Linked DNA regions of Pan troglodytes: region 2 is linked to region 1. The links are chromatin contacts, called in public Hi-C maps. All regions are on one chromosome and are shown on one strand. Each heading gives the region's core, a stretch centred on a gene start, on an enhancer-like site or on the middle of the called end of the contact. The rest is flanking DNA. Distances are from core to core; before and after follow the strand shown. Region 1 holds the start of PARD3B (par-3 family cell polarity regulator beta). Region 2 holds the start of NRP2 (neuropilin 2).

Evidence for each region. A called contact is a pair of places that touch in the nucleus more often than the background predicts.
Region 2: a contact with region 1 is called in a Hi-C map of stem cell-derived neural progenitor cells, with 7 times the contacts expected there. The contact joins the promoter of NRP2 here to the promoter of PARD3B in region 1. A contact is called at or near these places in 1 of 7 Hi-C or Micro-C datasets (stem cell-derived neural progenitor cells) and 1 of 1 other capture datasets (stem cell-derived neural stem cells).

What each region holds. Positions count from the first base shown.
Region 1 is chr13:106,772,756-106,776,918 of NHGRI_mPanTro3-v2.0_pri, forward strand. PARD3B (par-3 family cell polarity regulator beta) reads left to right here and starts at 1,897. Exons shown (of 22, transcript XM_009444085.4): 1 at 1,897-2,540. The coding sequence starts at 2,421.
Region 2 is chr13:107,906,536-107,910,698 of NHGRI_mPanTro3-v2.0_pri, forward strand. NRP2 (neuropilin 2) reads left to right here and starts at 1,987. Exons shown (of 17, transcript XM_016950360.4): 1 at 1,987-2,938. The coding sequence starts at 2,866.

The DNA.
Region 1 (4,163 bases), core at 647-3,146:
TTCTCAAAGCCAGGACTTTGGGTGGGAGGTTCTAGATATTGGGAAGGAGCTAAACCTGGGCTAAGAGGGAATTTGTGGCGAAGAGGAGGAGCTATTCATGACCCAAGCAGCAGAAAATGAGTCTGGAGCAACTGTAAAGCAAAAAGCCATGATGTAGGAAGGATGGCAACATGCAAAGTTATTTCCTCAGTGGAAAATCTTTGCTCTGTACCATTCTATAGGTCCATGAAATACCGAATATTAAAAGTGAGGGCCACACATTAATGCATGGCATCAGTATCTATTTGTTTGTTTGATTCACTCATTGGTACTTCTCATGTAAGAAACAGCACAGCAGTTACGATGAAGACTCTGGAATCAGATGACCTGGGTTTTAAGCCAGCCTCTGCTACTTTCTAAGAATGAGATTTTAACTAAATCATTTAACCTCCTTTGGCCTCAGCTCCTCATCTCTAAAAAGAGGATATATTGTCTCCTTTGAAGAGAGCTGGCCTGAGAATGGAGACCACACTGAGGAACAGATAGAGCTAAGAGCTGGACAAAGCTAGCTGGCCCCTGAGGACATAGTTTGAGTTCCTGCTTTCAACCTTGCCTCAATGGAGTGCCCTCTGGATCTTCTGATTTTATGAGGTGATCAATTCTGCCTTTGGTTTATTTAAATGTAAATTAGTTTGTATTGGATTTACAACCAAATTACAATGGACTTGGTTTACATGATCCTCTTGGTTTGCCACTGACTTTCTATACATAGAAGACAACCAATATATACTTACTGAATTTATGAATGAGCTAAAATTTATTTTTCTAAAAAACCTCTTGAAACCCATGAATTTAATCTCCTCTGCATTATCATACCATCCTAGGCAATTCACGTTCAATTTAAGTGTGTCCACATAGGAGCACATCCTTCTGTAGAGAAACACATGATGCAGCCCTGAGGGTCTTGCTGGATGAACTGGATGGCTAAGAAAACTGCAGGGAGAGACCAGAGATTGAGCTCAGAAGACCTGAGTTCTTTTCAACAGAACTAACACCATGGTCTGCTCAGTCTCTTGACCTCTCCGAGCACCATTCTTGATGCACAAGATGCGAAGAATAATATCTACCTACAGGGTAGTTGTTAAGCTCAAAGGAGCTCATTTACATGAGAGCTAAGAATGAAACTAATGTAGTTTGTTGGTTTCCCCCACATATTCCCATTTCAATTGGTGATGGATACACACCTGCCAAATCATGAGCCTAAGGGTGTTAACTTTTTTTTTTCCTAATAAAATGCACAACGGTAGTCGCATTCCAGAAGGCTATGCGTCAACACACGCGATCATATCTGGGTCTTGGGTGTGACCTTTGGCCAAATACTCAGTGTCCTCGAGGGTCTGTAAAAGGAAAAGTTTCCACTGGCGCGTTCTCTCCAAGGTTCGCTTCAGCTCTGCTATCGCAGGGCTCCTGAGGGCAGCGGCAAGGGCTGTGCTTAAGGCGAGTTCCTAACAGGCCCTCGGGGCACTCCTGCATCTCAGCACCCGGCAGCCTCGCCCCTTGGGTGTTTTTGGTGGGCGTGACTAGAAGCACCTGCTCCTGGGCTCCTTTTGCATCTTGCTGCAGTCCCCTCCTGTGAAGGGCGCAGCTCTGCAGTCTCCTCGCTCTTCCCTCGGGTGTTCTTTCTGAGATCCGGTTTCAATCCTCGAGCGTGTAGCCCTCGGGTCCCCTTACAACTCCCCAGAGCTCCGTGTGCATGCGTGCGAGAGGGAGAGAGCCAGGGAGAGACCCAGGTGACGAGACGAGACTCCCGGGCTCCAGTTACTGGCCCGCAGGGCCGGGGCACGTCGTCGCCCAGCGTGCGGCGGGGCCCGGGAGCGCCGCGGCCCCTTTAAGAGCCGGGCCCAGGCCGTCCCCGGGACCGCGGGAGCCCAGAGCGCGGGCGCCGCAGAGGAGTTGGGAGCCGGCGCAAAAGTTTCCTCCCAACTCTGGCCCCGTGCGCCGCCGCCGCCGCCGCCCACTCCAGCCCCGGGCTTGGGGCCGGCCCTGCCAACGCCGCCAGGGCCAGGGCCAGGGCCAGGGCCAGCGACAGGGCAGGGCCGGCAGTTTCGCTTTGGTGGGCGCGGAGCAGCCGCCTGGGCCGGGCAGGAATAGGAGCGGGAGGAGGAGGAGGAGGAGCCGGGCCGCGGAGCTGCCGCGTCCCGGGGCGCCGGGCACCTGGGAGGTAACCCCTTTCCGCGGCCGCCCCTCCCCGATTCCCGCCACCTGCCGCCTGGCCAGGTGGAAGGGGCGCTGCCGCGAGCCTCCGGGCCTCAGGGTGTTCCGGGGAGCGGCGCCCCGGGTCTCCGGGCCCACCCGCCCCGGGCGTTCTCCGAGAGTGGGGGCTGCGCCCGCGGGGTCAGACACCTGTTCGGCCCGGCCCGGCGTGGTCGCCGGGGGCCAGGATGAAAGTGACCGTGTGCTTCGGCAGGACGGGCATCGTGGTGCCCTGCAAGGAGGGCCAGCTGCGCGTCGGCGAGCTCACCCAGCAGGCGCTGCAGCGGTACCTGAAGACCCGGGAGAAGGTGAGCGCGGCGCGGAGGAGGGGGGCGCGGCTGCAGCCAAGGCACCTGCCAGGTGCGACCCGGTGGCGACACTCAGGGGATGCAGAAAACCCAGGGGATTATGGGGCACTGCCTGTAGCTGCAGCTGTTGTCTATTGCTAATATCAGTGATGTGGGTGTCTTTGGGTGTTTGTGGGCCTTGAGCTCCGAGGGTCGTGAGTGGACCTGCAGCATTGGAATCTCTTGGGAGCTTCTTAGAACTGCCCAATATGGGCAGTTCCCCAAACCCACCGACTCAGGATCTGCTCAGGTGATTGGAGTGCCCACTGAAGTTTGAGAACCACTGGTTTAGAACTTGTTTGAGGGAACGTCTTAAAAGGTGCTGCTCACCTAAGTGTGATTTTTGACCCATTAAGGCCCGCCTCACTTAGGCTCCTTGGAGTTAGAAAGTTGATTGTGCAAGTGACACATACTCGGAAGTTACAACTGATGGGGCCTTTGGAGTTTCAGCCTTGTGAGCTGCCCTGTCTCAGTGACTTGGGCAGGAACACAGGTGGGAGCATGCTGTTTGCTTAGCCAACCTGTCTACATTTTGAGTGTTTTCAGTTTAATGTCACAGATTCTATGACCATTTACTATGTGTGTGGGCTGTTGTCAGGTCCTGAGTGACTATTAAAATGAGAAAGACGTTCCTAGCTCTGTAGCTGAAGTCAGGAACAAGTATACATTAAGTGACAATTTTTTTTTAAGTGTGCAATACTTGTTGAGAAAATATCTGGCACTAGAACTTATGCCAAGTATTTGGGTAACATTGGGCCTCTGGGACTTCCTCAGTGAAACTTCTAAATGAAAGCATTGAATAACCTTTTAATTTTTTGAATCTTCACATGGAACATTTTGTATGTCCCAAATGCTCCTCAAACAGGGCAAGTCACAAATTCTTGTTTTAGCGGCCAATGGTTCTCTTAATATTTGGTCTCATGCCATGTGACTAAAATAGTGGGTTGGCCAATCTAGTGATGGAAAAACGTAAGTTTTAATTTCTTTTAACTTCTTGTCGGTTATCCAAAGCATAAAAGTAATTGTTTCTTACAAGTGTATAGCTTAGGGGTTTAAGAAAATACTTGCACCTTCTTTGCCTCCATGAAGAATTATTATACAGAAAAAAAATTCAGCTCTGGACAAATATATGTGCATATTGCTTTGGATACTCAAGAACTGGAGGAGAGTACAATGAAAGGTCTGTTAATATATTAAATATAACCCCTAAAGATGAACTCTTTACTGATGGAATTGAGGTAGAGGAGGGAAAAAATTAAAGTGGTTTATAAAGCTGTGTGAAAATCTACTGCCATGTTATGTGTGTGTGTGCACGTGCATATGTGTTTGCCATTGTTAAAATAGTGTTTGCTGTTTAAATCATGTAATTCAGTTAACTGAGATTTAAACAAGTAACCAATTGTCTATTAAATCATATTTCACTAACTTTTGAAAGTGAGCTAAGATTAATAGTAACAATATTACTCCAGACAGATTATTGAAATAGATCTCATTGAGGGATTGTCTTACCAAATTGAAGTTACTTTTGAACTATTAAATAATTTATGCTCTCAAATCTTGTATATTTAGAAGTTTAGTACAGGG
Region 2 (4,163 bases), core at 737-3,236, 1.1 Mb after region 1:
AGACCAGAAGTCCAGGGTTGTCATTCTTATGGTTCTCCAGTGGGCTTAGGTTTACCTTTTCTCTCTTCTTTCCCCCTTTCACAGTGCCCTTCACCTAAACCCTGGCTACATTATTCTCAGAAACAGGAGTCTCCCACATTGGGCACTGGCTAAAATGGTTTGGCATGCCTGGTGAGTGGTGGGGAGAGGTGATATTAAATGGCCCTCTCTATTCAGGGACTGTCACTACAGATAGCGTTCTTTGTCCTTAGATTAGCATCTTGGCAATGACATAAACCGGGATCTCTGCTTAAGGTTAATAATCCAAACTGCTCTTTTACTTTGTTAAATATTTAAGGCTTGGAGTCATTCTTTACAATTGAGCTTTAAAGAGGAGAAATGTAAATCTGGAGTTTTTAATAATGTGGATGTGTTCTCAAGCCTAGAAAGGAAGGAAGAAGGAAGGAAAGGAGGGAGGAAGAGGAAGGAGGGAGGCAAAGAGGGAATGAAAGGTAGCATTTAGGCTAGCCAAGAGACATGCTCCCTGGAAGAACTCAGAGGCCTCTGTGCTGTGCCTTTCCCAACCAGGCATCTGAGATTAACAGTGTGATAGTCAACCTGTGGATTTCCACTCTAAAATCCCGCCCCACCCCCCAACACAGCTTGGCTCAACTATTTGCAAATCACTTCTGATTCAATTTTGTTTTGGTTATCTCAGTGTAAATAACAGTTAAGTGGGAGTTACAGATTTTTCAAACACTAAAAGTGATAAACAAAGCTAATGGGCAAGTCCAGATAAGGAGGGAAACCACCCAGAAGAATCCACAAGTACAAGCCAAGAAGAAAATGGGTAGTCAGGTGTGTGTTTCTCGTCACCGAAACTGTATTTTTCTTAATCTACAGAAAATTTTACTTTCTTAATTAAAAAAAAATCTTAATCTGTAAATATTTTTCTGAATTTTCTTATTTTTCATATACCTCTTTTGTGGCAGAAAAGGTGTACATGTGCAGGGTGTAATTTAGGCTGTTTCTGTTGCAGTCTTTATGATAATGTAGTAATAGGTGTCTGGTGAAGCAAGACAGTTTGGAATCCACAAAGCCATCCTCAGAAACAAAGATACAAGTGTTTCCCCAACTGTTAGCTTGCAGTTCCCTCTAAACAGTTTTCACGCCTCCATTTAAAAATAGTTGGCATAATGATGTTTTCTTTCTCTAGGCTTTGTGACCACGTTTCCATGGGGGAAAATGTGAATAGACGTAGTTACAGTAGCATTTGGATGAGACGCCTTCAAGCACCTATACTTTTTCGGGGGAACTTGATGGAATCCAATTTAATTACCTGAAGAAATTATTTGCTGAAGAAAATCTTTCCTCTTTTTAGCGTAGTTACAAGTTAAAGGCGCAGGGGTAACGAAATCCTAACCCAGAGAGGAGCAGAGCATGTTTGGGACATAACAAAGGATCTGAGTAGTAAACGCCGCGAGTGTTTGGGGTTTTATTCAGACCGGGCTGACGGTGTGTGTCGCCGCCACGCACCGCTGCCTGTTCGAACGCATGGCTGAGCTGCCGACCGGCTCGCTACCCCAAACACCGTACGCCACCCAACTCCTCTTGTAACGCCATCGCGCGTGGCATTGTGTTGGGTTCTGCGTGTGTGGCATCGGAGTCGTGGAATTTAGGGGGAACAAGGCTTTTCCCCCCGTCCCCCCGGGGTCTCCCTTGGGTGGGGGCGACACGGCCAAGGGCGGCGCGCCCTGGGGGTGCCCGGGGGCGCTTCTTCCCCAGGGCGTTACGCACCGGCGGCCCGGCGCGGAGGTGCGCGGGGGCGATCGGGAGATGCGGGGCGGGCGAGGGGTGGTGGGGTGGGCGCCGCCTTAACTTCGATCCTGCGGCGGCCCGAGAGAAGCCGCCGCCGCCCCGCCCGAGCTGGGTGCCGCGGCACTCTGCTCTGCGCCGCGCGTCTCCGCTGCTGCCTCTTTAATCAGGAACACAGAAGGGGCGGGCCCTGAGCCGGCGCGTAATCGGATAGCTCTGCCGCGGCTCTGACATCCACATGCTGCTCGGCCTGAAAAGGCAGTGGGGAGCCGGAGGGGAGGCAGAGATCGCGAGCGAGGCACCAGCCTGCAGCCGGCCCCCAGCACATCCTCAGCCGCACAGACACTCGGCGAGGTGGAGGTGAGGGCGGGCGCCAGCGAACTCGGAGAGGGGCTCGCTCACTCCCAGGCGATCCCAGCCGCCACCGCCGCCGCACCAGCAGCAGCAACAGCAGCAGCAGCTTCCTTCCTCAGACTCCCCTCGAGAGGCTGGCCAAGCGGGTGTAGCCGTTGGGGGAGGCTCCCGCCGGGGGAACCCGGCGAGGACAAGAGCAGGGCGGCCGCCTTCCACTCGGGCTGTCCGGCGGCGGCTGCCTCCGCCCGCGTGTCCGTCAAGGGTGCCACGGGATGTGTGTCAGTTTACGCCTCTGAGATCACACAGCTGCCTGGGGGCAGTGTGATGCCCAAGGCAAGTCTTGGTTTTAATTATTATTATTATCATTATTGTTACGCTTGGCTTTCGGGAAATACTCGTGATATTGTAGGATAAAGGAAATGACACTTTGAAGAACTGGAGAGAACATATATGCGTTTTGTTTTTGAGAGGAAAACCGTGTTCTCTTCCCGGCTTGTTCCTTCTTTGCTGATTTCAGGAGCTACTCTCCTCCTGGTGAGGTGGAAATTCCAGCAAGAATAAAGGTGAAGACAAGCCACCAGGACTCAGGAGGGAAACGCTGACCATTAGAAACCTCTGCATAAGACGTTGTAAGGAGGAAAATAAAAGAGAGAAAAACACAAAGATTTAAACAAGAAACCTACGAACCCAGCTCTGGAAAGAGCCACCTTCTCCAAAATGGATATGTTTCCTCTCACCTGGGTTTTCTTAGCCCTCTACTTTTCAAGACACCAAGTGAGAGGCCAACCAGGTAAGCCACTGAAAGTTTTTTCTATTTATTGCAACATGGTTTCCCCTTTAAAAGTGACCGCTAAAGCAGGAAGGCCACGCAGAACGGCACAGAAGAAGGCTCCCTCAGTACTCAATAATTTAAAGAGAGATCCCAGCCGGCCCTTCCTACACCACCACGGCTGCTAAAACCCAACTTTCCTCTCCTGCTAGGAGTGTGTGTGTGTGTGTGTGTGTTTTGAAACAGAATTTGGCGGTGTTCACATGTCACATATGGACTGAATCAAAGGTTTAAAAATACTACAAAGCCTTTGCATTACAGTTTTTGGGAATTTTTTTTCCCTGTCTTGAAGCAGAACACATCTCCCTTGAGTTTCTCCAACTAGCCAGTGAAATATAAATCATTTGCATTCCCTCCACTTAGTTACATTGAGCGATGTTAACTGAAGGGCTTGGGAAAGACAAGAGTTTAGTTTTGGTTTTCAGATACTGTAGATTCTTTGGAGAATGACTGGTTATGCTTCAGAATCATAAGGCTCAGGCTGGTGGAGCAAGTTGGCTTGTGGCTGAGATAGGAGCTTGGGGTTGGGTGCTGCTGGCAACCAAGACGGTTGGTCCCTTCTCTCTTCATCCATGTGTTGTCTGGGAAAGTAAATCATACGTTCTTTTAGAAATTATTATTAGCTAAAACAAATTGCAGGCCCTCGAAGGTCTCTCACTCTTGTGAAGTGGTTAGAAACTTTTGAGTGGAATTTGTTCTCAACCACTGCCAAAAAGGGTGTGTGGACAGGCCGCTGTGGAGATAAGCATTTCGAGGCCCAGAACAGTCTGGGGACCGCATTTGTGGGGAGCGGCAAGGGGTATGCTCTGGAAAGGGGAATCCATGGGGAATGCAGTGGGGTTTGTGCTTCATTCTGGGACCACTCTCTAGAGTGAGCCTCCCTACCCCTCTGAGAACGGTGTCTGGAATCTAACAACAAAACTCTTAGCAGCTGCTACAGGTCATTGGAGATGGAGAAACCATCTATGGAGGAAATGGGTGAAAGAAAGGCGAAAAAGCCTTCCTGAAGTGCCCTCACCCAAGGCACTTGCAAGGCGATGGCGGCAGTGGTAGAGCTAACTCTGCAGCCTCCTGGGCATCCCCAGAACATCAGCTAGTGGATCCTAGCCTTGCATCTGGTACTGTCACCCTTCCTTCTCCTCACCACCCCGCCTCCCCCCCCCCCCCCACCCAGCACACACACCAC